Regions from separate parts of the Mus musculus genome. Here all the other regions are linked to region 3. Evidence: chromatin contacts called from public Hi-C, HiChIP or PLAC-seq and promoter capture Hi-C data. All regions are on one chromosome and are shown on one strand. Each heading gives the region's core, a stretch centred on a gene start, on an enhancer-like site or on the middle of the called end of the contact. The rest is flanking DNA. Distances are from core to core; before and after follow the strand shown.

Region 1 (5,883 bases), core at 1,280-3,779, 2.3 Mb after region 3:
CCTAATGAGCCACGTCTAACTTCCTGCCAGAAGGCCATCCTGTGCTCCAGCCATGGACTGGACCAAGGACTCTCACCCGTGTGGGAACCATCAAGCATCCTCTCCCCCTGTCCTCTCCTCCCTTCGACCTTGAAGCTGACCAAGCCACCTGGGGCCCCCCATTTGTTCTCAGCTCTTCTGCAGTATCCAGCATGGGATGCCCAAGGCTGAGAACCTGGTACCTTAGGGCCGCCCCTTGTCCACCCCCTGCCCAGCTGGGATTCTGTGGCTTCCCACAGCCAGACACCCACCCAGGGCTGCGTGTAAAGCATGCCGCAGTCCTCCCACATCCACCTGCCCAGAGCACCGGAACTTTGGCGGGACGCGGGTTCTCTCCCACTCACCTCTTTCCCCGACACTCATGGCCCCACAGTGCACATCTTTAAATCTAGTACCTGGAGGTGTGAGCCAGGTAGATCACCAGGTCAGGGGGAGTTTGGGATACAGAGTGGGATGTCTGTGGATATTAATCAGAAATTGTGAAATGACTGAACTTGGATTCATCTGTACGTGTGAGATGTGAGGACTCTCAAAAATCATAGGAAAAAGAGAGGTGTGAGGAAACTAAATTTTCAGCTTCAACTGCAGGAAATTGAAGGTAGATTATGGCATAGTTGAAACTTGGAGATTAAGAGTGTATTATCATTAGAAAAGACTGAACATGTCCAGGCACTGTGCTACACACCTGACATTTCATCACTTGAGAAATGATGGGGCAAGAATTGCCTCAGGTTGGCCTACATGGTAAGTTCTGTGCCAGCCACGGCTTCATGGAGAGATCCTATCTCAAAACATAAAACCCAAACCAAAAGGCTAATATAGCTGCTGCTAGTGAGTAGGATTTGAAGTAGTAACACATGAGAGAGAGAGAGTTACTCTTTTATTTTACCTTTTTTTTTTTTTTTGATCAGTGCAAGAGGACTAAACTATGGACATTGTGCATGCTAGGCCAGCAGCACTCTGTCACTGAATACCATTCCCATCCCCAAAGAGCTATTCTCCCAATGTTGACAGTACTATTTGAATTTTAAGTCAGAGCAATATACTGACTTGATAAAAACAAGGATTAAGCCTAAAATATAAGGGACTCTGCTAATTCTCGCTAAAGTGCTTTACCATTCCATCACCCCCAGGAATCATACATAATAACGTTAATGCCAAATATGATCCATAATAAATTAAATAACGCTTTAGAAATAGAATTAATTACTTCCAGCTAAATTGGTTTCGAAAGAATCCATTAGGGGGAAAAGCGCTTGAACGCATCAATTCCTTCTTAATTTTATTGTAACACAGTTTCTACTCTGTATCCCAACCTTCCCTTGACCTGGTGATTCACCGGGGTCACATCTCCAGGTACTAAAATTAAAGATGTGCACTACGTGTGCTGCAGTGCCTGGCTCAGGGTCAGGTTCTCAGGAAATAGGAATTCCATGAAGTAGAAGCCTACTTTTGTGAAATGGAAGTTATTTCATAATATTTTATATGTGCGTGCTATACATAATACATTATATGTAATCTATAACACATATATAATATACATATGGCCACATAGTGCATAATTGTCTCAGACACAAGGTTAAACTTTATTACTCAACCACTAAGGGCTACCCTTTCCCCAGGTTACCTCACAGAACATTACAGTAACTCTGACTCAAAGCCTAAGTTACTGGAGCTGGGATGAAATGAAGACTCGTAGTCAGTTGCTCAGAAACACATCCATCACTTCTGTTCGCACCTATTGTATTCTGCTAAGATGCCCATTTTCTTGCTCTTGCTATGCCTTGCCTTTTTAGAACATCTGGGAATAATTCTTTACCCAAGATACAAACCATTTTTTTTTAATTACGTATTTTCCTCAGTTACATTTCCAATGCTATCCCAAAAGTCCCCCATACCCTCCCCCGCACCACTTCCCTACCCATCCATTCCCATTTTTTTGGCCCTGGCATTCCCCTGTACTGGGGCATATAAAGTTTGCAAGTCCAAAGGGCCTCTCTTTCCAGTGATGGCCGACTAGGCCATCTTTTGATACATATGCAGCTAGAGTCAAGAGCTCTGGGGTACTGGTTAGTTCATATTGTTGTTCCACTGATACAAACCATCTTTAAGGATACAGGAAGATTAATCAAACCCTAGATGGTGGATCCTACAATTCTCCAACCCCATGGTTCCTATTTCTTGTTCATCCCATCCTTCCCTGAACCTGTTACACAGCTCAAAACACACCTAAATTTCCTTCCACAGAAGGATCAATAACATCAAATTGCTCAAGATTCTTGCTGCAAACAACAGAATTGACTCCAGCTAGCTTAATAAAGTCTTGTTTTCTTAAAAATAATAACCTCAGAGATCAGTAAAGGATAAAGGAACAAAGTCTGGTCTAAACTCACAGAAAAAGGCTCCCCACCCCTCCCCCCACCCACACATCAAACCACACAGTGAAACTGTTCTGAAGGAGGAAGCTCACTGCTGCTGTCACCTGCAGAATGCCAGGATCTGTCTCCACAGCCACTGCTAAAACTTCAGCACCAATGCTGCCTCGGTGTCAGCAATCCTATTGCAATTTCAGTTGCTGCCTGAAAGCTAATCACGCCTAAAGGAGCCATATTGGCAAGGGCTATGCCCTCCATGTTTCTGGTCCTTATACCAAAGACGTCAGACTCAAATCTCATCTGGAAAGCACCCGTTAGGGCAAGCCCTTGTCTGCTCCAGCCATCTGCACTGCAAAGGAAGCTGAAAGTTGGACTTACTTCTGGGTTGGGGAGGTAGGACTATTACATGTGAATTATTTGTAAGATGCTGGAAAGTCCCAAATGTGACATGTGCCCAGTAAAAACACAAAAAAGAAGGGGGAGGAGGAGGAGGAGGAGGAGGAGGAAGAAGAGGAGGAGGAGGAGGAGGAGGAGGAGGAGGAGGAGGAGGAGGAGGAGGAAAAGAAAAACCTATTTAAAAGAGGTAGAGATTTGAAGGCTAAACCCAAAATGCTGGGTCAGGGAAGCATTCAAAAAGTGTCATTGATACAGAAAAACAGGAAGAGGAGGAGCAGGGCAGGGCAGGTGATAAGAATGTGGGCTGCGTGCAAGAAGTGTTAAATTTGAGGTACTCATGAGATATGTAAATAGAGAGATTTAATTGAATTTATGAACCTGGAGCTTAGATGAAAGGTCAGAACTCTGGATAATGCAAACTGCATTAGAATGCAGATGGCAACTGATGCTGTGGAGAGGATGTGGCTAAGGAGGGAGGTGAGGTGGAAGCACCCCCTAGAGACTCAGGGAGCCATGGCACTGGGCAAAAGAGGAGCAAGGGAGGGAGACTGAGAAAGAAAGGTCAGAGCACTAGAGAACAGAAGCACAAGCTAGGGGGTACCAGAAGGCAGGATAAAGAAGGAGGATGGGGATCAATAGTGTAGCATACATTTGAAACTTGAGAAAATAAGACAGATCTCAAAGGTTCTCACTATACCCACGGTAAAAAGATATCTATGTAGGCAAACACACAAACACATACACATACACCATACACACACACACAGAGAGAGAGAGAGAGAGAGACAGACAGACAGAGAGACAGAGACAGACAGACAGATTAATTTTGTTCTATGATTATCATTTCACAAGATATGTACACATGAAGATACTACATTGTGTCCTGTTAACGCATACCCATTATCTGTGAATTATAGCTCAATAAAGGCAGCGAGTGGAAGGTTTCAGATCTTAAAAGTTCTACTAAGATTTAGGAAGCATACAGGTGGCTATTGCCTGATTTTCCTATGATATTTTCTATAATTTTCACCCCTCGTATCCTGACTTCTAGTCTAGGTTGCTTGGCGGATGCTGGGCCATACTGTCCTGAAGCAGAGATGAACAGAGACAGGAACAAAGCAGAGATACTGGCCTTTGAGAAAGCTGTAAGCTTCTGAAACCGCAGGATCATACAGCTTTGCTACCAAGTGGAAGGTTCCCCTTGCCTTCTGCCTGCACACAGGCTTTGTTTCTAGTGTGAGCTGTCCCTGCTCTCATGCAGGGGCATATGCCTAGGACCGTCAGGTCAGTGGTCAGGCCTTCCTCACATCCCTCAACCCCCTGTACTGAACCCTGCTGCCTTGGAAATCTTGCCATTCTGTGCACCCCCTTCATTTGATCTCTACAGTTCATCGCCCAAGCCCAAAGCCAGGATTCCATGATTTTCCCATCATGGTCACATAAGACACAGAAGTTCATGATATCTGCCACCCTATCAAACAAATGAAAATAAACATCAGCTTGGATGACCTTAAGTCTCACGGTCTTATGAAGTACCTACTCCATGAGACTACCTGAGTGTATCTGGTGGCGGGGGTGGGTGTGGGGGTGGGGAACATTATGAACATCGAAAGAGTTTATATAGTTAAAAGACTAAGAAAGACAATAAAATACTAAGACAAATATAAAACATTATATTATAGCAAACACTGTGCACTATTACTAGTATTAGGAAATTTTTGTGTTGTTTCTGCTATTTTCATAAAAAGGCAAGCTATAGAAGCATAGGGCATATTCAGATATCGTTTATAAACAATGTAAAAATCAAGCCAGCCATGGTGCTGCACTTAAGGGGTGGAGGTGGCAAGGTCACTTCAAAACCATCTTTGGCTACAAAGGAACTTCAAGGACAACTTGGGCTACACAAGTCCATATTTTAAAAACTAACAATGAGCAAAGAGAATGCGATATACTGAGACCTCAACCCACAACTGTTAAGTGCACGAGTTTTACTAATATCCATAAAGCCATTCCATGCTCAACTTACCAGGATTGCTTACCATGTCCGCTTAGTGTGACTCATACTTGGGACACCAGTGAAAAATGAAGTCAGAGGTGACATAGGAACATGTTGGAAAGTAAGGGGACTCAGTTGACCTCTGATTCTGCAATTACAGTCTGTATGCAAGGACCATCCCTTTGCTGAACTTCAGGATACATGAGGATAAGAACAGGTTTTCTTTTCTGGTTTATAGCCCAACATTTGTAATAATCATTTGCTAATGAGATTTTAATGATAAAAATCCATCATACCGTTTCCGTATATAAAAGACAAGTTCTTCTGCTGCAGTTTCCTTCACAATTAGAAACTTTCTACTTATGCTTGCCGGTTCCTTGTCTCTCACCTATCATGTCAGGTGGGAGAAATGTTACAACATTATGAGAAGAGCCAATGTACTTGGTGATGAAACAGAGAACTGACAGTTACGGAGGCTTCAGGTGGGCAAAAGGACAGGACAGGGAGACACAAGGACAAAAGGACAAAAGGACAAAAGGACAGGACAGGGAGACACAAGGACAAGCACAGAGTCGTTGGGATATACTCAGACTAACAGAGGGTCCAGAGGAATGAAATGGCCCTGACAAGCACAGCAACATGGTATGCGCAAGTGTGCACATTCAAATATGTATATGTATCTGCATGTGCATGCATGTGTGTGTGTGTGTGTGCGCGCATGTATGCATGTGTGCATAAGATAGAATCTTTGTCTCTGGTATCTGATTCCTGTATCCTCCTGTGAATTGCCCAGGATGTTTTATCAATCATGTGGCATACCTGAACATCACAAATATGAAAGTACCTAACACACTAGGATTCCCATCAGCCAATGCAGTCTATCGTTTATTGATTCCTGGTATCAAAAACTTCAGCCTGATTTTCTAATTAAATTCTAAAACATGTGCTTCTGCAGATTGGTACCCAACACCTCACTTTATGTCAATAAAGCTGTGATGTCCAAATACCAACTGTCTCTATTCTCTCTGTTGATAACTAAAATGTATACACACATGCATACATACATGCATACATGGA
Region 2 (6,522 bases), core at 2,584-5,083, 2.7 Mb before region 3:
TCAGTACAAAAAAAAAAGATAAATGACTTAAAATTAACTTGGTTTTAAATTTTTTAATTCATTTGCTATTTAGCTAATTACAGAAATCTAGGAAAAAGAAAATTATGCTGTTCAAACACAAAATAAGCTACAGGGAAACATAACATCAACATATATAACCACACAGAAAGTATTTTTTAAATACATGAAAATCCCAAATCATTCTTTTTTCCTTTTCTTTTCCTTTCTTTTCTTTTCTAAGTTTTGGGTTTTTTAGACAGGGTTTCTCCCTGTAGTCCTTTGTAGGCTAGGCTCTCCTGGAACTCAGAGATCCGCCTGCCTCTGCCTCCTGATGGCTCGGATTAAAATCCTGTTTCACCGCCAGGCCCCAGGCCATTCTTAATCCATATTATCCACTTGACTGGATACCTCTGGATGTATTTCAGGGGCTTTTCCAGAGACAACCGGATCTTGAGGGCACCAACCTAATCCGTTTCAATCCACTGATAGATTCAAATTTGAACAGAACCTTGAAAAGTAAGCTCTCCTAGAGGAAGCAGGACGCTGGACAGTGTGCCTTGAGGATCTTATCTTGGCCCTGGCTCCCTATTGCTCCTCTTGGCTTCTTGTTTTCCATTTCTTCCTCTCTTATCTCCCTTACTGATAACCTCCCCTTTGGGGAGGACAAAGACAATGCCTTCTTCATCTCGCTATTCACTAAAGTTCTGCCCTGATGTAAGGGCTAAAGTTAAGCTTTAAACCCCACTCGCCCAAGGACAGATAACTCCCAGGAATGCAGAGGGCTGTTGTTTTTGTCAGATAATGAATCCCTGTTCCCCTTCAATAAACAAAGTTTGTTGTCCCAACTGCACAGGATGTGCTTGGTCACATCCAGGCAGGAGACGCACAGGCAGGAAGGAAGTCAGGATGTATGCTTGCCCCAGTGAACCAAGGTGGAAAGTAAGGAGTTTCATGAGCCTGGCCTAACAGGCACCTGAAGGATGGAATTCATCACCATTTCTGTAAGAATCCCACATAGGGACATGGCCAGTGTCCATCTTCCTGGCCAGTATTTAATAAAGCTTACTTCAGTTGGACAACCATGGATTCCATCTTCCTCATCACAATTTTCAGGTTTAACATTCACCAGACTACTTTCCATGAAGCAAGCATTAAATATATAAGAAATTGAATATATGAAATCCAGCTTTCAACAGCCATTACTTCCACAGTTAGTTGCAGACTGAACTGTTTTTTCTCCTAAACTTACACTAAACATTAAAATATGTTTTGGAAACTAAAGAAACAGAAATTCTGTCTGTCTCTGTCTCTCTCAAGCAGGGATAACAACTGTAAAAATCAGGCTGGGTGTGGTGGCACACAGTTTTAGTCACAGCACTCACTCAGATGCAGACAGGTGCATCTCTGGGAGTTCCAGACCAATCAAAGCTACAAGGTGAGATCCTAAGTGTTGTGTGTGTGTGTGTGTGTGTGTGTGTGTATAATTTTACATTGTAAAAACTTGCAGTATACTCCAATGCTACCCTAAATAAGTCTTTAACTTAAAAAGAAAAGGAGGGGTCTGGAGAGATGGATATTTGTTCCCACTGTGTTAATAACACCTATTGTGTCTCTAGTTGTGGTGTGTTTCAGCTTTAGCATATGCATTTATCCAAGAGTTCTCTGCTTGAATATTATAAACAAAATTAAATAAAGTCAACCATAAGTTAAGAGGTGGAACAAGCAACCAATTGACAGAGAGTAAACATAGGATTATTTAAAAAAAAAAAAAAAAAAAAAAAAACAATGTCTGGGACACTGGCTGAGGAGCAGGGTCAGCTGGGTGCTTTCTCTGCTTCTCTGAGCTAGCAAACTTTCACCACAGATTCTGGCTCCCGGGTTTTCATTGGTAAAACCAAATGATTTAGATTTTGTTTAAAAAACAAAACAAAACAAAAAAAAAACCCAAAAAACAAAAAAACAGATGGCTCAGAGGTTAGAAGCACTACCTGCTCTTCCAGAGAATCCTGGATCAATTCCCAGAACACACATGGCAGCTCACAACCATCTGCAACTCCAGTTCTGGGGGATCCGACACCCTCACAAGGACATACACAAAGGCAATACACCAATACACATAAGGTAAATTAATTTAAAAAATAATTCATCCCCTAATGATTTTCTCCTTTACTTTTTTTGAGGGGGGTAATAAAAGTATAACTAAAAAAAAAAAAATACTTTCTGGGGAAGCTTTTTTTTTTTTTTTACCTAAAACTTTTTTTTTTTTTTTTTTTTGAGACAGGGTTTCTCTGTGTAGCCCTTGTTGTCCTGGAACTTACTTTGTAGGACCAGGCTGGCCTCGAACTCAGAAATCTGCCTGCCTCTGCCTCCCAAGTGCTGGGATTAAAGGTGTGCACCACCACCCCCGACTCACCTAAAACATTTTTTATACAACATATTTTGATCATATTCTTTCCCTTCCCCCAACACCTCACCGACACTCCCTGCCCTCTAACTTCATATTCTTTGTAAAAACAACAACAAAAAAGTAGAATAAAACCTTCCATTTCTAAAATAGCACCACAAAAATCTTGATACCTTAGTAGAGTTAAAACTCTATACTACAATGCCGACTTCTGAGATTAATTTTACCATCTATAAATCACAGGTCATCAATAAGATCTCTAGCTGCCAGGAGTGGTGGCGCACGCCTTTAATCCCAGCACTCCGGAGGCAGAAGCAGGCGGATTTCTGAGTTCGAGGCCAGCCAGGTCTACAAAGTGAGTTCCAGGACAGCCAAAACCAAAAAAAAAAAAAAAAAAAAAATCTAGGGTCTCAAGTTTCCCTGCTGGGTTCCTGTAATCACCATGACAATGGACTAAACAACTCGTGTAAATATTAGTTGTTAACCTAACTACTGTGTTCCAAACCAGAGGGTGGGGGTGGGGGTGGGGGAATACAAGAGGGAGGGGAGAGAGTCAGCAAAGATGGAGTGTTACTTTCACTTTTTTTGCAATGTTTGCCATTTACTATTTTAGGGCTTGCTTGACTATTTATTTAGCGGTGATGTTGTCAATTTATCACGTAATGGCTGTTGAGTCACAGATCCGATTTTAAGTCATTCGGCTGGGTTAGCAACAATTCAAAAGGTCTTGCAGTTCAACATGAAACATTAGTTTTTCGGGTCCCCTGAGGCCTCTCGGGTACCCGGCCGGTCTGGGCGGCCCGACAAGTCCCGGCTGGGTTTTCTTTAAAGTGATTAAAGTGCGTGTTCCTTATGCAAGGCTCTAGCGCGACCCGGGCCGCTAGGGCCCAGTCTGACCTGGAGGCTGCGCTCCGCCTGGCGGAGGAGGAGGCAAAATGGAGGCGGCTGGGGCCGGGTTGGGCCGGGCTGGGCGGGGTTTCGGCACAGCCGCAGAGGATCCCGCCAGGTTCTAGTCGCAGCTCCAGTCCTCCATGAGGCCGCCCTCCGGGTTACCCACAGCCCACCCAGACCGCGGCTGGCGCCCTCACGGGGAGGGGAGGTGCCAGGGACAAGGACGCCATTATGAACCTCCCCGGCGGGGGCTACAACAGCCCGCGCAGACCTCTCGAGGGGACGGGAGGGCGGACGGTGGGGACGCGGGCTGGCGCCGCTTTTCAGCCCACTGTCGCCACGCCGAGGGGCTCAAGATGTTGGCCGGGGGGCGCTTCCTCAGGCGCAGAGGCGACGTCGTGGCACCCCAGGCAGGGTCCTACCTGTCCCTTCCGCGTCCCTTTCCTCCGCCATCTTGGTGCGGAGCCGGTCGCCCGGGAGACATCCAGCACGAACCCTGCGGGACCCCGCGGGCGGAGAAAGCCCCTGGATGCACGGTGGCCCCCCGATCCCCGCCCCCACCAGAACCGAGGCCCGCGTTCTTTGGGCCTAGGGGCGTCATTTATTAACAAGGCTCCGGAACCCGCCTGGGCCTGATTGTGACTGTCAAGGACGTAGTGTGCCTTGCTTATTTCTTTATTCATTTCTTTAATTACTTATTTTATTCAGCTTTTTTTTTTCCCGGCCGTCTCAGGTGCGCCCCAGAACCGGGCGCAGACCTGGCGGCCCCTTACACGGTCCCTCCCCGAAAAGCGTCCGCCCACCCCAACCCCACCCGAGCCAGGCCTTGTGGCTCTCTGGCGTCACCCTCTCCTGAGCGGAGCCACTCTGCCAGTCACGGAACTGGAGCGAAAACGGACATGGGCCAGTGCAGGAGGAAGCCCAGCCTTTCCCCGGGATCGCAGAGAGAGAGAGAGAGAGAGAGAGAGAGAGAGAGAGAGAGAGAGAGAGAGAGGACTTGCTGTAGAAAAACATGTGCAAAATAGGCGCAAACACTGCGTCGCCAAGGCTGCAATTTCTGATACAAAATAGTGTTCTCATAGCAACAAATAAATTGACGGTCTGTTCTCAGGGATACACACATTTTGTATGTTGATGGTGCAATTTGGCATGACCTTCCGATGAGAATTTTGAGTACTGAGAAACTTGGCTATCGCGTGTTTTGTTATTTGATGGATAAGCTCAGAATACTAAGATTCTCCCTTAAATGAAACCCCCCCAAAACAAACAAACAAACAAACAAACAAAAAAAACCCAACAGTTTTGAAATGTCTAACAATGTGACTCAAATTAATATCTAGTTTTAATCTTTAATGATAATTTCATGGTATATGTGTACTTATTTAAATATTTTTGTAAAAGTAACTAAATGTAGAGGCCTTTGTTTTGTCTTGATTTTTCTTTAATATAGTTATTTATTCACTTTACATCTCAGTATTTTATTTTTTATTATTAGTTTTTATTCATCGAAGTTCTGTAATCTCAGTGAATGAACCCTCAAAGCAGGCCAACTGTACTCTTCATTAAAATATTTTTTTCTATAGGCAATAAAGATTTGATGAAGTGTCTAACTACAATTTGAATAATCAGAAAATGGTGCATATCAAGCAAATTTCCCCAGCACTCAGGAGGCAGAGGCAGGCAGATTTCTGAGTTCGAGGCCAGCCTGGTCTACAGAGTGAGTTCCAGGACAGCCAGGGCTACACAGAGAAACCCTGTCTCAAAAAAACAAAAACAAAAACAAAAACAAAACAATAAAACAAAAAGAAAGAGAAAGAAAGAAAGGAAAAGAAAGAAAAGAAAGACTTCCAAGATGAACTCAAGCATACAGTAAATTAATCACCCCAAAATATGGAAGAGTAATTTATATTAATATTTTATTTATTTTATATTAATATTTTATTTATTTTATATTAATATTTACATTCTGTGTGTTCCCCTTACTCTCCCTGAAGATGAAGGACTTTGTAGCAAGTATGGGAAGGAAGAGAACTGTCCCTTCCTGATGGAAGGTGACCCTGAGCATTGCCTGCCCCTTATCTTTACCTCCTCTTCAATGGTCCCATAGGCAAAGTTTTCAAAATGTTTATAGTGCTTTTATTTTATTTACTTGTTTCTACCACATACATTTCCAGCCAGTAACGTTGTTCTATACACTGGGACATTCTGACTGGAATTGTGTGTGAGAGATGTGTGTGTGTGTGTGCGTGTGTGCGCACGCACCTGTAGCTTGTAGTTTGTGTCTTTGCTTTAGTGTTTTGTATGAGGAAGGATTCTCTTTAGGTGCTCAGACTGGTCTTAAATTCCTGGGCTCAAGTGATGCTTCTGTTCAGCCTTCATGAGTTTCTAGAACTTCAGGTGCACACACTGACATCTAATCTGAAATAATATAGGTCTTAAAAATGAAAACAAGCTAGTGTTCTCAATGACTTTTCCAAGCCACTCAGATTCAATGAACTTACTGTAAGACAGATTTTCCTCTTGCTTTATATTTTTGTATCAATAAAAGTATTGGCAGCACATGGTAAAAAAATGGAATCCTTACATAAGCATTTGTTCATAGACCTAGTTAACATTTAAAAGTTAAGCAAATTTCTCTGTAACTCCCCTCCTAACATTTTGTACATTCTACTAAACTAATAAAGTATTTCATTTTAGTTATTCTAAATCATATTAGTTTGTACTCCTTTGAGTTCTTCTTGAAAATTTAAAACAATACCATCAAATCAGGTGAGGAAGTTGGGAGATGGAGGCAGGAGGATCAGGAGTTCAAGGTCACCCTCATACAGCAGTGAGTTCAAGGTCAGCATGATGATGGAGATTTTACTCAACTGTAAAAGGTACATGCTTACCATTCATAAAAGCCTAGGTCCAATCCCCAGCACCAATAAAAAGAAACTACAACCAAAAGGCTTGGACCTTAGGTAGTTAATACACTGTTGATCTAGGTTTAGCATTCACACCTATAGTCACAGCATTGGGAGGCTGGGATGAAGATTTCTGAAAGTTCAAGGTCTGCCTGCGCAATAGTCTAAGACCCTATAACAAAAAGCCAAATTAAAAAAAAAAAAATACTGCAGGGCAGGTAGTAAAAAAGAAAGAAAGACCAGGCAGTGGTGGTGCATGCCTTTAATTCCAGCACTTGAGAGGCAGAGGCAGGCAGATTTTTGAGTTCAAGGCCAGCCTGC
Region 3 (6,119 bases), core at 2,519-5,018:
TCCTCCTGCTAGTTCCTGTGAGAAAAGAGATCAGAAGTTAGAGATATCCTGACTATTAAGATTGGACTTGCCCCCAAGGAGTTCAGTGCCCCTAATCAGCAGGAAGTGCTCTAAAGAGACATTGCTTCCTTCCCCCTTTATCCTTCTTTCTCTCCTACCTAGTGTTGGGGTGTTGGAAGGAGTAAGGGTTGCCAGGGAGGGAGAGGTATAAGAAACCAATGAAGTAGCTTAAAAACCAGCATCAGCAGCCCCCTCCTGTCTTCCACAGGGACCTGCACTCTTGCAAACATGAGTGTGGGCAAGCGCACACACACAAACACACACAAACTTTAAAAAAATAAACGTGTTAAAGTGAAGTTATCGCTTACTATATTAGATGTTATATCTTCTGTTGCATTGGTCTTGGTCCATTCCTGTTGCTGCAATAAAATACGTCCCACTGAGTAATTTACAAACATCAGTGTTTCCTTTCTCATCGTTCTGATGATTGGGAATCATCAAAGCTCTAGCCGTCAGTAGCTGCTAAATGTCCATTCCTCCTGTGGGCATTTTCTACTCATCCATACATGGTGGAAGGATGTTGAGGGAACCCCCCCCCCCAAAAAAAAACCCAAAACATGACCAACAGCAACTTGGGAAAGAAAGGGTTTAGTTTATCTTACACCTTCACATCATAGTCCATCATTGAAGGAAGCCAGGGCAGGAACTCAGGGCAGGAACTGAAGTAGAATCCGTTGAAGAATACTGCTTATTGGCTTGCTAGTTGTGTTTTTCTTAGGCTGCTGCCTTATACAACCCAGGACTGGATGCTCATATACCTCCATTAATCAAAAATATGCTCCACGGGCTTTCCTGCAGGCCAGTCTAGTGCGAGCATCTTCTCAACTGAGGTTCTTTGCTTTCCCCACAAACTCTAGCTTGTGTCAGGTTGGGAAAACAACACAACAAAACCAACCGACAGACAAACAGACAAACAAACAAAACCAACGACTAACCAAGGCAGGGTAGCAGGTTGCTTTACATCTGGTTCACCATGATCAGACCCAGCTCCAGGAATAAGCCAAGGAAAAACTCTCCTGGAAAGAATGTATGTTAGCACCTGATGATGCCTGTGGCCAGGGCTTGCATTCTTAGCAGTACACAGGCCTGAAGGACCAGGCACTGCTTGGCTTGTCTGGGTCACTTTGGAGATGATCTATTGGGGGAATGATTCCATGCCAAAGATTCCATAAGCTCCCATAACAGTGCCACCAGACAGGGGCCAAGTATTCAAGCACACAAACCCATAGGGAATTTTCCACTTAAACCATAACTCCCATAAAGACCTAATTTTGAAATGTACAAGAAACATTTTTATTAACAAAATCATATATGCAGTATCTTGCTTATGTGTATCAACTCTACTAAAAGACCTTAACAGTTCACAGGATTATTATAATAACTATTGTCAATTATCAAAATGTTAACCATTTCCCCCAGAGGCTCTTACTGTTTTTATTCATTGCACTCACACCTCTTGCGCAGGCAATGTTCTGGACCTTATAGGTCTATTGTATCAACCTTATTATGTTGATACAGTAGAGGCCAAAGCACAGCTGCTCACCTACTTACCTCTCTATCTTCATCTCCTATTATTCTGCTATACTGGTGCCCTCGTTTCCCTCCAAAGGGGCAAATAGAGTCCTCCCTTGGCACATAGGTCTTGTTTAGAGTTCAATGCAGAGCTGTCTAAGTAACAGCACATTTATTTTCTCTTTCCTCTTATGATGGTTTGTATATGCTTGAGCCAGGGAGTGGAGGTGCGGCCTTGTTGGAGTAGGTGTGTCCCTGTGGGTCTAGGCTTTAAGATCCTAGTCCTAGCTGCCTGGAAGGGAGTATTCTGCTAGCATATACACCTCTATTTTCTCTGCCTTATAATTGTTTATGGCACTTAGCATCTGGCATCTCATGTATGAACCAATTTGGTCAGCATTGTCTTCTCTCAACACCTCTAGAAAGCTTTAGGAGAAGAAGACTGTGTGCCAAAGAATGAATATTTTAGGAAAAAAAAATCAGGACTCTTTCCTTTCTTCCTTCCACTAACGTTGCAATCCTACTGTAGGAAGACTACTATAGTGAGACGTCAGAGGCACAAAGAACTTATTAAATGGTCCTATAAATCTAAACCACAAAATTAAAAACATTTTTTTTTCAGGGCAGGTGAGGTCAAAGGCCTTGTAGATGCTGAATTCAGGTTAGAAGTCTTAAAAATAAGATCAAGATTTTGAAGCTGGCACACACAACCTCTTAGTCAAGTGCTCAGTGCAGCAGGGTATCAAGCTATCTCGTCACTTAGCTGACTATTGAAGACTTTTGAGATGCACTGAGTCTAACACAAGTGGGAGGAGGGGTGGACACTGGTGCACACCAATTTAGTTTCCACAAACCAGTCATTAGTGCCTATGACATCTTCAGGTGCATGCAGCTCGGGACATTTTCCTCTCGTGGGTAGTCGTTGGGGACTGCAGTGGAGACAGAGAAAGCAGGCCTAAAGAAGTGACGTTCACAATCTATATTTGACTTGTTCTATATTTGCATTGCTGCTGGGGAAAGGTCCAGTGGAAAATGCGTGCTGTTCTAAATATATCCTCTCTATACCTGCTAGATTTGGATTGAAGCCTTAGGGGGCGGGGCACTGCTCAAGAGATCACCTCCAGAGAAGCATTTGGACTGGATTGTGTATCAGGTGTACCTACTGCAGACTGAGAAGGCTTGGGATCCAGTGGAAGGGTGACTTGGGTGTCACTCTGATGCTATTTCCTTCCTTATTCTGGGGCTCTGAGAGTGGCAGCTCAGAACACTGTCATAAACGCTGGGACATATCTTCCAGCTCTAAGGTAGTTGAGACTCAGCCTGCTGCGTTTGTTTGTTTGTTTTTAACGTCAGGTTCCCTGTTTATGAGATCATTTCGCTGGCGCTCTACTTCGGGCATTTCAGTGTTTTGTTTTCTTTCTATTGGGTGTATGAGGTGGGGGTGGGTGTTATTATAGCTTCCCAGGAAAGAGAGTATTTCATTCAGCATGCTTAACTGAGTTAAGCGCAGGCGTTCATAAATATTTATGAATGAGTGTATGCTAGGGTGAGTGACTTAACGGGTGAATGGACGAGATGCTTTAGAGTCCGTTGAGGGCTGTGAGGATCCGCTGTGGCTAATTTACCTCCGTAAGGGAGTTTACTTTCTCTTTTTTTCTGTACAGTCTGTTCAGGTTTCCACCTCGGCTTAAGGGTGAAGGAAGCAGAGCAAGAGCTCACTGGTCTCTGAAACTCACCTCTGCTGGGCGGGAACGCGCCCGGGAGGTGGGAGGGGGGAAAAGGGGCGGGCCGCTAAAGCAGTAGGGCGGGGCCACAGCTCAGAGGCGCGGTCAGAGGTTCTAAGAAGGCGGAGCTGTATGCCGGAGGGCGGGGCCAAGGGTGTGAGTCAGAGGGCGGGGTAACAGGAGATTCCGGGAGGGAGGAGCCGCAGGCCAGACTGCGGAAGAGTCTTAGGAGGGCGGGGCCAAAACGGCTGCCGTATGGATGAGGCCGCAAGGTAGAAGGGCGTGGCCTCCAGGGAGGTCCCGTGGGAGGGACTGCAAGTGCTAGCTAGTGGGGCTCGGGACCCACGCGGGAGGGTGGGATAGCAAGAACGCTAGGAGGGCGGAGTTTCATGCGGTGGGGCGGGGTCCTAGCACCGAAGGGCGGGGCCTCGGGTGCGCGCGGGTTGGGCGGGCCTGGCGCGGCTCCCGGGCACAATGGCCTGAGCGGCCCGCAGAGCGTGAGATCCACCCTGTTCGGGCCGCCCGGCTCACCGAGCCCTCTCTCTCACGGCGCGCCGGCGTCGGGCCATGTACTCGGGGAACCGTAGTGGCGACCAGGGCTACTGGGAGGACGGGGCGGGCGCCGAGGGCGCAGCACCGGCGGGCACGCGGAGCCCCGCGCCTCTCTTCAGCCCCACCGCGTACGAGCGCCTGGCGCTGCTACTCGGCTGCCTCGCGCTGCTGGGCGTCGGCGGCAACCTGCTGGTGCTGCTTCTCTACTCCAAGTTCCCGAGACTGCGCACGCCCACCCACCTCTTCCTGGTCAACCTGAGCCTGGGCGACCTGCTGGTATCCCTGTTCGGAGTCACCTTCACCTTCGCGTCGTGCCTGCGGAACGGCTGGGTGTGGGACGCCGTGGGCTGCGCGTGGGACGGGTTTAGCGGCAGCCTCTTTGGTGAGTCGCCCGGGACGCGTTCTCCTTGCCTCTCAACTTTCCCCCGGGTACATCAGCTCTGGGCCTCCGTCCTCCCCGGGATCGTCCCTGATAGCCAGTCATCACCCACAACTCCCTCTCTCTCCTCGAGAACCTCCCTTAGATACCCAACCCTCGCCTCCCTTCTCCCTTTCATCTGGTCTTCATCCCCAACTCTGTTTCCCTCCTTGCCTGGATTTACACACCCTTCTTCCCAGCCAGTCACCAACCCCAGCCCCTCCTGCCTCTGTAGCACTTTCCAAAGTCTCCCTGCCGCTGGCCATCTTATTTCCCCTCATCTATTTTTACTTCCTACTGTAGCTCTCAACAGGGCAGCTCACAGTGGACTTTACAGAGGGAGAAAGAAATGAGGCCCTGTAGAGTCAAGAGATGCAAGAAAAAAGTCAACTCCTGAACAGTGGAGGCGAGAACAAGGAGAGATTTAATTCACAAATTTAGTATTTGTTCCTCAGAATGACATGTAGAATCCTAAATAACGCAGTATTTTACCCCCTTTCACTCGTTAGCAATTATAAACAGTTGAATGCTTCCTAGGGGATGAGACTTTTTTTTTTTTTTAATTTCCTGTACATAGGTTCTGTCACACCAGAGGTTACAAATGGCGCAAAGGAGTCCAACTCATAATTAGCAGGGCAGCCAGTACATTTAATTGAAGTAGAACTTGTTGCTTTCTTGAAGATTTATATTGAGAATTGACAGGTTGAAGGTTGACTGATCCAGTATTCTAAGCCTGGGAAAAACGTGTGTGTGTGTGTGTCCCCTAGGGATTTTGTTTGTATAACGATTTAAAATAGAAATGGATATTTCTTAAGGCTTAAAGTCCCTTTCACAAACCTTAAAAACACATTGATAATTTACTATTGACTTGATCTTGCCAGATCTTAGAGAAAAACGTCTCTGTAATATCCTTGACAATTGTTATTTGCCAACTTACATGTGGCAAACCCAAATCTCACGGTGTTTGTCATCATTTCCTTTTTAAAGTTTTAAAACAAAATTTAGGAGTCATGATGGTTTTTCACTGATTGACAATTCTGATGCTTTCCCCTAATAAACATTGATCTAAGGATTTCTTTACATAACAATATTGAACCTAGAGGAAGGTCTGTAAGAGGATGCGAGTAGTAATATGGGTTGACTATATGATTATTCTCTCTGTTACCTTAAAAATGTTTTTCGGGGTGGGGGGGCATTTAGGCGGATTGATCTTTAAAAAAGGTGATGTGTCAGGACAGCTTGCAGAAAAGCCCTGGGGGTAGCGACAGGTGTTTGTTTGAAGACATTAAAGTCCTTTCTTTCTGTGAAGTACTTTTCTGTGCTGTGGTGTTCAGTGTCTCCATCTGAAACCGAATAAAAAGGAATGGGTTGAGTTTTCTTATGTCTGCAGCACCCACCCTGGCTCTCCCTGGCTTGCTCTGCCAATCCTATCTTCCAGAATCCTCTCTGCCCTTTCTTCCCCTTCTGAATTCCTGCTGGGGTCTGTCAGCACCAGGAGAGATTTTTTTTTTTAAAGACTACAAGAAACATTCGCCCTGGTTTTACCCGAGGGTTCCTTTATTCAGGGCATCCAGTCTTTCTTTGAATCATGTCATTTATTCCCATCCTAAAATCTGATGTAGATCTTCTGGGGTTAGAGGCTTGAAAATAAGTTACTTCCTGGAGACAAGTGTAGAGTGAGGTGACTTCAGACCGCACAGCATTCTTAGCAAGTAATTTCTTTGCCCAGAATATGCTCTTGAGTAGGGTAAAGGATGGAGATGGAGAAGACTCTTCCCTTTTCTGTTCCTAAACCAGGACTAATCAATTCTGAGTACTGAAGGAGAGGGCAATTTTAACTGCTGGAAGTTGCT
Region 4 (5,871 bases), core at 1,269-3,768, 2.6 Mb before region 3:
CAGCCAACTTAAAGTGTTCTAATCTGCCACTTCAGGATTTACTTCAGCATTTGAAATAATGAGCACAGTGATTAACCTCTAGCATGAAGTGACCAGTCTTCCAAGGACATGTCACTCAGCACTGGCTCAGAGATGGGGGTCAAAACATTTTTCACACTCTGTTCATGCAAGTCTTAGACATCTGGTGGTTTGTGACTGTAATGTAATCCCAGCAATCAGGAAACCACAGCAAGAAGAACCACAACTACATTGCTGTGAATTGGAGGTCAGTCTGAGCTTGAGGATGCAAGACTACACATAACTTATATGACAGAGCATGTGCGAAAAGAAGCCATTCTCTATTTGTACCCCAGCCCTGGAAGCACAGATGTTTTCTGCAATGCCACTCAATGCTTCTAGAGGATGACTGCATAAGAGATGAAACGTAACACTGGTGGGGAATGGAGTAAAAGACATGTTAGGTTCGGTTAAAGATAGGGTAGAGCTGCACTCCCCTTAGCTCAAGGATCTGCCTGAACGTGTGTAACCTGGCTTTCATTAAAGTAAAATTGTTCTTTCACTGATGACTTGCTTCTCTTGTTTTTAATCATACACCCAATCAATCATTGTGGGCTGTTCTCATCATCAAACTCTCAAATAAGAAACTACAGGTCTACTGGGGAGTTCACACCATCTCTGGAAATTACTCCTATGCCAACTAGCATCCAGTACATGATGAACATGGAGACATTCTGGTAGCGTTAGTGAAACCAGTTGTACCTATGTACCTACCACCTGTATTCTTGCCTAGTTCAGATAGCTTAAAATTGGGTTTCTTGTGAGAGATTCCTTGCTTATCCTATCACCTACATGGTGGTTTCATAACTCCAGTTCAAGAGAAAACTAGGATTCAAGTTGACTGTCCATCCTTTTCCATTAAGTGTGTCATTGCAAAAGGAGACCTGGTTGGCATTAAATCTTTCAAGCTTCCTGTGGCAAGCTCATCAGTGGTCCTAAAAGCCAGTTTTGTATTGTACTCAACCAGTCTCCCCCCCCAAAGGACTGCTTTGTAATCCTTTCATTTGAAAGGATTTTAAATTTGAAAGGATTTTAAATTCTGTAAGTTATATCTGTGGGTGTCTGACTTGGGCTGCCACAAGAGCTCCAGAGACTTGAACAGAGGTGGTAAATAAGCACCTTTACCTTCTGAGGATTGCGCTTGCTTCCACATCTTAAGTCCTAATACTACCATTTTTCTGTTGCCTTGCAAGACTATATTAACTAGATGCTCCTGATTTTACTTGAGTACCCACACGCTCATGGCCACTGTTTAGGCAAAGATACACTTAGATTCCATCTCACCGGGAATCTTGAGAAAACATTTACAGTAATTGGCTTGCTGTTCCACTGGCCTGGGGATTTGGCAGTAGCAACGTTCCAGTAGCAGTGTCCCCTCCTTTTACGGATTTAACATTTGTGACCTGTTATCAGCTGAATACCATTTATTCGACTCCCTGTTTGTGAGACTATTCATCTGCTTATTTGGTCTTAGTCGGTTTTGCAAACCGACCAAAGTATCAAAGTATTTTCAAGTAGTTTCTCTTGCTTCCAAAATCTTTTCTGAGACAGGTTTTAGGTTTACTTTGTAGCCCTGGCTATCCTGGAACTCACTGCCTCCTAAGTGCCTGGTTAAAAGGTGTGCCCATCCCAAGCCTTCATGGCTTTATTTTTCAGAGCAGAGTCTTTTTGTCAAACCCACTGTTCAATTTCAGCAAGTCTAGATGAGCTATGAAGCAAACACTACATTTGACCTTACTTGTGCTAGCAAGTTTTCATTTGATAGGTAGTGTTTTAGTTGTTTAACAAAAGACATCTTTAGACACTTGACCATGGCTTAATTAGTCTCCACTTGGGACACCTTCCTGTAGCCATTCTATCAGGCCTAGCAGTTCATGGCCAAACTGCAGTTTTATCCCGGCTGGCTTAAATGGATGAAATTCGACTGTCCCGTTACCCCAGTAGGATGTCGGCTTCATGCAGAGTGGAGATTTCGTCTTTTTTAATAAGAGGTCAAACTGCAGTTCTCACATTGAACTAACAAATCTATACCTTACCTGTGAGTGTGCGCTCCTGTGTTGTGCAAGGAAAAGGACTGATTCACTTGCTGGCCCAGAACTCACCCCTGCCTCAGCCCTCAAAGTGGAGATTACTGGCATGCACCATCACGCCCAGCTCTCCAGAGTTTTCATTTCCCCTTTATTAGCCCTTTCTACCAAATCCAATGCTAGTTTTGGATTAGTCTCCGTTTTCTGACCCTGCAGGCCTGCTCTTCACTAGTTTAACTGGCAATTTAGATATATCCGGGATATGAGGACTAGATCGCTGATATACCTCGCGGCTATGGGATGGGTCTAGGAAACCGGGTCGCGGCCTGCGCACTGCACACCTCCCCCCACCCCCCCTTGCCCCATGGCGAACATTACCTTTTTCTCCGTCTCGTGGGGCTCCGGGGCGGCCGCCATGGGCACCAGTCCTCTCCATCGCCCCGCCCAGGCCCGCGACGGGAGCAACACGGGCTCCGCCCACCCCATCCCCGCGCGGCGGCGGCCATCTTAGGGAGCGTTCCTGGGGCTGTCCGGAAGCCCGCCCTGGCACACTCCTTTGTTCCATGGAACCGGCCACACTGTTTTCCAACCCGCAACCGACCATGAGGAACGCGAGTGGTGGCAACCTAGAGAAGCGCCACCGGTTCCTGTCTCGCAGGCAGGGTGGCCCGAGTCAAGGAGCACCGAGAAACTCGCTTCCCTCAGCCCCTCCTCCGCCTTAACCGCCATTTCAACCGTTGTGCGCGTCCCCGTGCTGGGCGCTGAGGGCGGAGCCGGGGCCGCGCGTCGCGCGCCGCTTTGTCCTCTTAGAGGGCGGGAGTCCGGGTTTGACGGCCCCCGCACTGCCGGAAGTCGCCTGGCGCTGTTTCCGCGGGCCTCGTTCCCAGCTTGTCCTTTGTCCTAGCTTTGGTGACCTTGACAACCTCCCGCACCCCCGCCTCGGTCCCTCGCGGCGGCCTTCCAGCGCCCGCCAGGCCCACGCCCCTCCCCCTCCGGCCCGCAGATTTAGGTTAAAAATAGCGCGCCGCTCGCGTGGAGGAGACTCAGGACAAAATGGAGGCGGCCGCTACCTAGGGGGCATGCGTCAGGCGGCAAGTGCCTTCCTTCGGGAGGGAGGCCGTGGGTGACGCGACGGTGACATAGCGGGTAGAAACCCAGACCGTGGGTCGTTTGGGTCCAAGTGTCAGCCAGTTCAGCAGGCGATGGCGACTCCGTTTTCGGGTTAATGTCCTGGCCCCGGCCTTTTGCCTTTCTTTGTTTACCTATTTCCCGATTTGGCCTCTTCCGTTCCAAACGGCCCTTCCCCGGAAAATGTCCCGGCCTGTCATTGTGCAGAGTCATGCCGCCTTTCATGTAACGTGCTGCACGCTACTTGCCCGTCAGTGTTAGCTGGGAGGGTCTCATCTTAATTACCATGCGGACTGCTTACTGTCTTATTCTTCATGCTCATTAACTGCTTTTCGCCAATCCCAGGGGGTAAAAGTGATTTATATTTCTCTTTATGCGTAGTAAGTTGTTTTTTGTTTTTAAGGAAGCTGAACAGTTACAAAGTGTATAATGCTCTAATATTACTAGGACTAGAAAAGGAACTGTTATCTTGACAGTTTGGGATACTCTACTGAAATTCTTGGCTAGCCAGGCTTTGAATTTTTGTCTGGAAGGTAATATTTAAGGTTGTAATATTCCATAAAGGAGAGAGGAATTCTTTTGCATTCCTAATTGCGGTATAAAGGACGTAACGGGAAAAATACCGAGGAAATGGCGTTACCGTTTTACTTGTGACTGAGACGTTGCTAGAGTATACTGAGTTGGAGTCCATTTCACTTGTTTGAAAAATGTCATGGATTCGATAAAGTTTCTTAATTTAACGAAAATAGAATATTTTTCAGTTTTGTCTTTTAACAGTTAATAATGAAAAGTAACAAGCTCACCCTTCTCCTTCTCCCTGAAGGTGTGGATGAAAGAAAACGACTTTGAAGAGAATAGAGTTTATTCTGTAGTAAAATGTAAATGATCATGACCCAAGGACAGGATTCAAACTGCCCCCAAACCATATTCAACATAAAAGTGTTACAGTCTTATGAGTTTTATATGGTAACAAAAGAGATAAGACACTTCAGTTTATGGAATGTCTCTGGCTATTGGCCTTAGATTTCATCTGATGACATTCTCAGTCTTTGGGATTGGTGGAAGTTAGTGTTCTGTTTATACATTCCAGAAGGACAGTCACAAGGATAGATGCTAAGCTATACATAGAAGTGGGCAATGAATGGCTATTAAGGAGGCCAAGGATAGCCTAAGATAATTTAGCTCCAGGCTTGCAGCATTCCAGGTCTCTCCTGTCACAGTAGAATCAGCCTTGTAGAATTTTTAACTAAGGATTGGGGTGAGTGGTTGTGTGGTTTCCCCCTCATAGGAACTATAGTTAACAAAGGAGTTAACTGTTGTGTTCTTCCAATCTGTTTTCCTTCTCTTAATTAAAATTATTATGCAAATACATTTTGGAGTCATTTAAAATAACATTAGATGCAGATGTGTTGGCTCTGACCTAAAAGCCCAGCATTCTGGTTGAAAGAGTAGGTTTCTTGTGACTTCAAGGCCAGCTACAAAGTGAGGCTCTGTCTCACAAAAAACTGATAATAACAATGGAGGGTTTGAAGGTATAGCTCAGTGGGTAAAGAGTACCCAAGGCCTTGTTTTTGATTTGATACCCAGAACTGTTAATATATGCACAAAAAAATTTTAAAACCTACCAGAATACATGGATACATGGAGTAAAAACTAAAGCCTCCAATCTCCTATAAACATCTTTTTTACATTAACCTGATATGACCGAAGTGGGCCTGCTGCACCAGCGGCACTGTTTTCTACCTTTGGTTATTCTTGACCTGTGTGTGTGTGTCTGTAAGCACCTGGAGGTCTACTCCCTTCAATGGCTGCACAGTGTCCCCTTAAGCTTTTTGCTGCTGAATGACGTTTCTTTAGAAAGCTGCACATTTTTCTACTAATCCAAACCCAAAAAAACGTCAGCAAACATCTTTGAGCACACGCTAAAGATTTTCTGTAGAACACATTTCAAGATGAGGAAGCTGGCTCAAAAGCCTTGGACACGTTGTTAGGTCCTGCTGTTGTCCTCTCAAAAATGTTGCCCTTGTGATTCCCATGAATAAGCATGAGAGTGACTTTCCTCACTGATTTTTAGAATCACCTTTTGTAATGTTTGATAGTTTCTGGATCTGATGGAAGAATTTAAACTTCCCTATTACCAGAATAATTGAGTACTCTTTCAAGTGCTACTTTGTGCTTTAATCTTTTTATTACCTTTAAGTGTGTGGGTGTGTTCTACAGTTTAGGTGTGGAGATGAGAAGATAACTTGCAAGGGCCCTTCTGTCCTGTTATAGGGTATCTGAAGAGAACAGCCCAAGACCTGAATAACTTGAATGGAGTCTTTATTTAACCTTGGGCAGGACTGCTCCAAGCGAATTATTGGGAAGTATTGTGGAACTCCAGTTGGCTTGATTTTTTTTTTTTAATTTTTTTTTTTTTTTTTTTTTGGTTTTTTGAGACAGGGTTTCTTAGTGTAGCCCTGGCTGTCCTGGAACTCACTCTGTAGAGCAGGCTGGCCTTGAACTCAGAAATCCGCCTGTCTCTGCCTCCCAAGTGCTGGGATTAAAGGCGTGTGCTACCACTGCCTGGCGTGATTTTTATTTTTATTTATTATTTTTTTAAAGATTTATTTATTTATTATATGTAAGTACACTGTGACACTCCAGAAGAGGGAGTCAG

The links. A called contact is a pair of places that touch in the nucleus more often than the background predicts. HiChIP or PLAC-seq counts read pairs in DNA pulled down with a chosen protein or histone mark. Capture Hi-C pulls out chosen DNA fragments and counts their contacts.
Region 1: a Hi-C map of B cells shows a contact between it and region 3, with 5 read pairs. The contact joins the enhancer-like site here to the promoter of Opn3 in region 3. A contact is called at or near these places in 2 of 39 promoter capture datasets (hippocampal neurons and pre-B cells), 1 of 484 Hi-C or Micro-C datasets (B cells) and 2 of 115 datasets of contacts at active chromatin or transcription factors (astrocytes and embryonic midbrain).
Region 2: a contact with region 3 is called in an H3K27ac HiChIP or PLAC-seq map of extraembryonic endoderm stem cells, with 8 times the contacts expected there. The contact joins the promoter of Efcab2 here to the promoter of Opn3 in region 3. A contact is called at or near these places in 1 of 39 promoter capture datasets (pre-B cells), 1 of 115 datasets of contacts at active chromatin or transcription factors (extraembryonic endoderm stem cells) and 1 of 9 other capture datasets (adipose tissue).
Region 4: a contact with region 3 is called in a promoter capture Hi-C map of liver, with 4 times the contacts expected there. The contact joins the promoter of Cox20 here to the promoter of Opn3 in region 3.

What each region holds. Positions count from the first base shown.
Region 1 is chr1:173,438,142-173,444,024 of GRCm38.p6, reverse strand. The region is part of intron 2 of Aim2 (absent in melanoma 2); the gene reads right to left. Among named protein-coding and RNA genes, the nearest start is that of Aim2, 20 kb to the right of the region's middle. Within about 2 kb of position 2,529, at least 79 of the 459 cell types and tissues checked have an H3K27ac peak or open chromatin away from gene starts, as enhancers often do. A contact at or near this core is called in B cells and pre-B cells, where this site is marked.
Region 2 is chr1:178,403,329-178,409,850 of GRCm38.p6, reverse strand. It overlaps Efcab2 (EF-hand calcium binding domain 2), which reads right to left and starts at 3,833. Exons shown (of 7, transcript NM_026626.3): 1 at 3,718-3,833. The coding sequence starts at 3,748.
Region 3 is chr1:175,690,281-175,696,399 of GRCm38.p6, reverse strand. Opn3 (opsin 3) reads left to right here and starts at 3,768. Exons shown (of 4, transcript NM_010098.3): 1 at 3,768-4,230. The coding sequence starts at 3,864. Gm39707 (a long non-coding RNA gene) reads right to left here and starts at 3,354. Exons shown (of 3, transcript XR_865748.2): 1 at 3,309-3,354; 2 at 369-419; 3 at 1-15.
Region 4 is chr1:178,315,800-178,321,670 of GRCm38.p6, reverse strand. It overlaps Cox20 (cytochrome c oxidase assembly protein 20), which reads right to left and starts at 2,518. Exons shown (of 4, transcript NM_025511.2): 1 at 2,463-2,518. The coding sequence starts at 2,501. LOC115487370 (a long non-coding RNA gene) reads left to right here and starts at 5,775. Exons shown (of 2, transcript XR_003948789.1): 1 at 5,775-5,871. It also overlaps a transcript of Hnrnpu not described here.